Regions from separate parts of the Mus musculus genome. Here region 2 is linked to region 1. The links are chromatin contacts, called in public ChIA-PET maps. All regions are on one chromosome and are shown on one strand. Each heading gives the region's core, a stretch centred on a gene start, on an enhancer-like site or on the middle of the called end of the contact. The rest is flanking DNA. Distances are from core to core; before and after follow the strand shown.

Evidence for each region. ChIA-PET counts read pairs in DNA pulled down with a chosen protein or histone mark.
Region 2: an RNA polymerase II ChIA-PET map of effector CD8 T cells shows a contact between it and region 1, with 79 read pairs. The contact joins two enhancer-like sites. A contact is called at or near these places in 2 of 15 datasets of contacts at CTCF or cohesin (both in the NIH/3T3 cell line), 1 of 484 Hi-C or Micro-C datasets (bone marrow-derived macrophages), 2 of 115 datasets of contacts at active chromatin or transcription factors (effector CD8 T cells and microglia) and 3 of 9 other capture datasets (adipose tissue, embryonic stem cells and liver).

Annotation. Positions count from the first base shown.
Region 1 is chr4:62,683,863-62,686,699 of GRCm38.p6, reverse strand. All of the region lies in intron 10 of Rgs3 (regulator of G-protein signaling 3), which reads right to left. Among named protein-coding and RNA genes, the nearest start is that of Gm52741, 15 kb to the right of the region's middle. Within about 2 kb of position 1,334, at least 149 of the 459 cell types and tissues checked have an H3K27ac peak or open chromatin away from gene starts, as enhancers often do. A contact at or near this core is called in effector CD8 T cells, where this site is marked.
Region 2 is chr4:62,779,975-62,782,757 of GRCm38.p6, reverse strand. No RefSeq gene overlaps it. Among named protein-coding and RNA genes, the nearest start is that of Gm30699, 6.2 kb to the right of the region's middle. Within about 2 kb of position 1,252, at least 82 of the 459 cell types and tissues checked have an H3K27ac peak or open chromatin away from gene starts, as enhancers often do. A contact at or near this core is called in effector CD8 T cells, where this site is marked.

The sequences.
Region 1 (2,837 bases), core at 85-2,584:
GGGAGGCCACATGGGACTCACAGGCTCTGGTTAGGGTCTTCCCCGTGCCTAGCCCAGGAGATGTACTGATGCAATGGCCACTTATTAGGGGTCTCATTCCAGAGATGGGAAGCAGAGGCCTGAGGCCATGAGACAATTATCTAAGAAAGCTGAGGCTCATGCAGGATTAACCCCCCTGTTTTCTGTCCCAGGTGTCGCACATACTGGGAATGGGGTGGGGGAGGCAGGGAGGAAACATATCTAGAAAGAAAGGGAACAGTTTGTGAGTAAGCTTACACAAAGTCAATGCTTTGTAGATGGGGCCTAGAACTCCTCATTCTATGCCACCCACCCAGGCAGGATCTCTGTGTACTGTGACCACTGTGGGCAGGTTCGGTCAGGCCAGTGTTCCTGGGAGAGCTAGCTGGGATGGTAGCGGCTTGAGGGCATATTCTAGGAGACCCGAGAACCCCCAGAAGTGTGGAATGGCAGGAGGGGGATACAAAGAGGGGAAAAGGGAGAGGGGATATATGGCAGGGTGGATTGTCCTGAGAATGGCATGGGCATAGATAGTGTCTTTGTGGAACCAGCTCTGGCAATGCTGAGAGGCCATGAGGGCAGAACAGCTCCATTCATCTCTTCATACACACTGCAGGGCAGCAGGGAACAAGGAGCTAGACCTCAAGGAAGAAATAAACTAGAGGCTAGACAAGCCACGTGTTGAGTGCTCTAGTAAAGAAGTTCGAGTAGTGGGGAACACACAATTTGGAGGGTGCTGCTACAGGCTGGGCTGATAAAAACCCACCCGGGGTGCCCCCAGGGATGCTAGCCTGCTCTGACAGGGCATTAGATCCCAATCATAACAAGCGGTTGCTCCCTGAGAGTGCTCATATCCCTCCAGGTCCGTATCCCCCGCAAGTCCATATCCTTCTATGTCTGTATTCCTCCAGGTCCATATCCCCCCATCTATCACTTCTTTAGCCAGGCTGGAGCAGGGTTAATTCTGTCCTTGTCTCGCCTGCTAGCAGCCACAGGAAATGAGCCAGGCCCTCTAAATGGAGCCATTGCCCGGGGCCTAATCAAATCCTCTCCCAAATGCAATCCAGAGCTTGGATCAGGCTGGGGAAGGATGGTATCGACGATGCCCAGAAGCACCTGCTCGCACCAGCTGTGGCTGCTGACCTCAGACGCCCACCAGCTACTGGGAGAAGGGGTAGTCAAGGGCCGCTGGGAGAGACCTACCTGGTACCGTACAGGCGCCAACTACAGAGCCATCCCCTGCTAACCCCATAGGCAACCCGGGGTTCTCATGCTGCTGATTCACAGAGGCTACCAGATGTCAGGTACAGCATATGCCCTCAAAAACCACTTCCTGCTCTGCAAGTGAGGGTGCTGGTGTTTGCCTGTGTCTCGGGCTGGCCCTCACATAGGTCAGACTATTTCAGAAAGAGGACTGGTGGGAAAGCCAGAAGACTGAAACTGTAGTCGTTAGTTTCACACATGAGATCTCTGGCTACCTGCTTTTTTCCACCATGGTACAGAGAGGCCAGGAAACTGATTGTGGAGCTGAGAACTTGTCCAAGCCTGGGAGAGGCCCTCAGAACTCTTGCCAGGCTGTGAACAGTCCCCCCCAACCCCCAGGCTTCACTTTTGTACTGGGCTTTGGGTCCACTGGGTCTCCAGCTTCCAGATCTCTGGCTCGACACTGACTTCCAACGACCTCAGACACTCGACCCAAACCCGGTTTCTCTATCCAGCCTCAGCTGGCTCCTCTAGGACTGGCTTTTACACACTGAGCCTAGAGCCCCAAACTCTGCCTCTGCCACCAGCTCAGTCCTTCACACCATTGTCTTCCAGACCCCAATACATCAGCCTGGCCAAAGTCTGGGAGAAGAGTGACATGCCCTCATAGTTGTGACAGCTTTGGACACTGAACCAGCTTCAGTCTTTCTGGCTGGGGTACCCTGAGCTTAGCCTCACTGCGCCTCTGTTTCTTCAGGTATATTATGGGATTAAGAACAACTCATGGTGTTGCTAGAAAAACAAATGAGCTATCATGTGTCTGGAACTCAATAGTGTGTGGCAATGTAAGCAGCCAGTACATAGTAACTATGACCATTCCTAACATTGCTGGGCTTGGAACTTGCCCAAAGATTTCCTCTGACTGAACCCTGCTCTTCTCCATCATAGGCCACTCTGCCTGTCCATCAGGATCTGCTCCAGGCCCTTCCTCTTAGCCCTGCACCTCCCTCATGTGCCATCCACTGCCGGTCCAGAGCACCCTCTGCATTTTCAGGCCACCCTTTTCCCGAGGATAGATTCTATTGGTTACTTTTACCCAAGCCTTACAGAACTCTGCAGCCAAACACTGTCCCGGGCTCACTGGACACAACTGTGCTTTCAGGGTGGAAGAGAAGAAAAGACATTAACCAAGATGTCACTCGAAAAAGGACAAGATCAGCACCAGCCACCGCCTGCTGTATAAAGGAGGGCTGTATCCTGCTCGAGGAAAAGTGGGGTATTGGGAGGTCCTTGTTGAAGCCACGGAGGGCAGGGAAGGTTCACTCAGAGGAGGAGGAGGACCAAGCAACATACGTAAAAAGCTTGAGGGAGGGCACGTGGCATGCAGCTCAAGGAGAGTTGGAGACCACTTTCTGGATATCCATTAAGCTCCCAGCTTCATGTGCCCCAGACTCAATGCATTCTGAGTTCCTTACTCTCCTGAGCCCCTGTATGCTGTCACTACCAGTTGCTCAAACCAAATCTTGAACATCATTCTCTCGTCTGAATCTATCACTATCACTCCGGATCCCTCATCAAACCTCAGGTGACTCTCTGGCAACCGACAGGCTGGATGC
Region 2 (2,783 bases), core at 3-2,502, 96 kb before region 1:
GTACAGCCTCCGTTTTCCTTAAAAAAAGGAATACACTAAAGAGGAATGATCAAAATCAAGCCAGGTATGGGAGGGAAGAATTTCAGGGTGGAACTACCCCTCCTTCCTCAGGGTCCCCTCTCCACTGCCCTCCAGAGGCCTCCACAAAGGGCAGTTCCTATCTCTGCACTCTAAAAGCCACTTAGCAATCGCCACATATACACACATGCACACACCTGCAGATATTTCCAGGGATGCCCAACAAGGACAGGGCAGGGACGGGTGCATTCATAATTGGGAGGGGAGCAGGAATGATCAAGAGATCCTTATAGAAAGTCCCTGGGGACCATGAAAAGCAAGGTGTGGTTGTAGGGGGAACACAGAACTATGATAAAAATAAAATGACAAGGCCCTGCCTTGTGTGGGTGGCTCCTGAGGGGAGTCATTCTCCTAGGGACCCACTTGGGTCCATAACTAGTTTCCTCCCTAGCCCCCCTTGGCCTCTGGTAAGCTAGAAGTATCCCAAATAGGAAGGCGGGAGAAGGGGAGTCAGAAAGTCTGCAATGAAAGTTCCAGAGTCCTTCCACAAAGCCACCTGCTCTGAAGGAGGAATGGGGTCTCAGGGAGAAGGGGAAGGACAGGACTCATTGTCCCTGGGAGGCTTGGGACATCTTAGCAAGGTGGGGAGGGGACACTGTCAAAGGTGGGAAAGAATAGATGGGAATGGTGGCTGGCTCACGTTGGCCTGTCACTTCCAGCTTGTGCAAAGTCCCTGGACCCGTGGCCCTGTAAGAATAAGAGCAGCAGACAGAGCCGGTCCCCTCAAGGGCTTCCCTCTGTGCTTTTAACTGCTTTTCTGTGGGCTCAGGAGCCACCTCACCCTCATATGTATCCCTCAGCTGCACACCAGTCTGTCCATTTTCCCAAAGGGCAAGACCCTCATTCTGCCTCAAGCTATGACACTTGCCTGTCCCCAGGCTGCCTGCCATACTTCCCCCTGGTTTCTCCACTGCCCTCAGCTCCATGTCACCTCTGGGAAGGGAGAGGAAGGACTGTCCCTGCCACAATCACTCCTGTCTGCTGTCCTCAGGAACTTACCATTTACCGACAGTGTTGATCCACCCCTGCACCCCTCAAGACCTCCCTAGAAAACCACCCTGGTGGCCAGCAGGGGCCTTGTTCCTGAACTCAAAGCTCCCTCACAGTAGGTACTCAGGACAGATGTGACACAGCATGGGGCCCTCCGAACGCCTTTGCATCTTGTACATCTGTTTGGAGCCGCAGTTAGCCCCAGATGTGTTATTTCCCTTGTTAATTACCGCAGAGTAATTGTGGTAAGAAGTGTAAGTAAAGCAGGCATTAATGGGAGGGAAAACCGATTTCCTGCGCGGGCTCACAGGAGGCAAAGCTGGGTCTCCCTGTAGCCTAGAGAATTCAGAAGGGGAGCATTCACCTCACCCACCCTGCTTCTCAGGAAGGGTCCCCTCCCACGCTGAATCCCATCTCCTCTTTACAGAAGAGTAGGGACCTGGGAAAGCCTGGACCCTTCTAGGGTTGCCACCTCGATTCTTTGTGTCCCATAAGAGCTGAAAGATATTGAGCGTATAGGCTCTGCAATACTTCCCCTCGCCTCGCTCTTTCCATCTTAAAATGGGCTAGCGGCACTTCTCTGCTGTGCCTGTACAAGCCACAAAACAGATGGCATGTGTGGTGTCCTGGATGGGTATCCACCAAGGTGACACCTTTCACTCCCTTTGCAGTGTCCTAGAAAAAAGATGAGCCCCGCCCTGCGCCTCCACCTACTGGACTCTGCCGGAGAAGCTCCAGGTTGATTTTGACAAGGTTAGTGACAGATGTCTTTAATACGGCTGCTCCAGACCTCAGTTTCCAAGAAGAGCTTTCATTGGAAGGGCAGAAATGTCACGCCTTCGTGGGGGGGGGGGGGGTGTGCAGTACAGCTGTCGTATGCTGTTTCCATTTCTGTGTCCATCAGTCCTCCCCACCCCCCAACACACACACACACACACAAAGTGATCGGTATGCCCTCAGGGTTGGAGAAAGCAGAAATGGCTCCAGCGATGTAGAAGAGAAAGGGGGTCCTTAAAGCGCAGGGGAGGCGGGGTCACAACTGGTATATCAGAGCCTACTCATTGGTCATTCGCTGCTGAGCTGCAGCGATCCTGGGCTTGCGTTTGCTTCTCGATGACCTGAGACGCCCTCTTGTGGGCATCGGCGGTAGTAATGGGGCTTCTTGCCTCTCTTAGCGGGTTTTTTAAAGGATCTCTTCTGCCAAACGACTACTCTCCTATTTTCCAAAATACGGAGATGAGGATGTAGTCTTGTATCGGGTCCTACCATTAAATGTGGACCCATTATTTCACTTTTTAAAAAATCAACATACAAAAATTTGAAAATGACAAAAAAAAAAAGCACAAACAATGCAGTATAAGAGTATGCATTATTCTTCCAAAAGTCCTGAGTTCAACTTCCAGGACCCACCTCAGGGGCTCACACGCCTGGAACCTCAGTTCCATTGGATACATTACCTCTGGCCTCCTCAGGTATCTACCCACACACATTTACACATCCCTGAGTATAAAATAAATATTTTAAAAGAAAAAATATTTACAAGCCAACAGTGACCCTTACCCCACAGCCAACGAAAGAAGAGAATAAGGTTACAGTCTTCTTGTCCACAGGGTGCTGGTTTAGAAGGAAACTCAGTATTTCTGCAAACACTTGGTCAATTGGAGCTCAGCTCTGAGCTGCGGATCCAGGACCAGCCGTGATACGGACTGAGTACC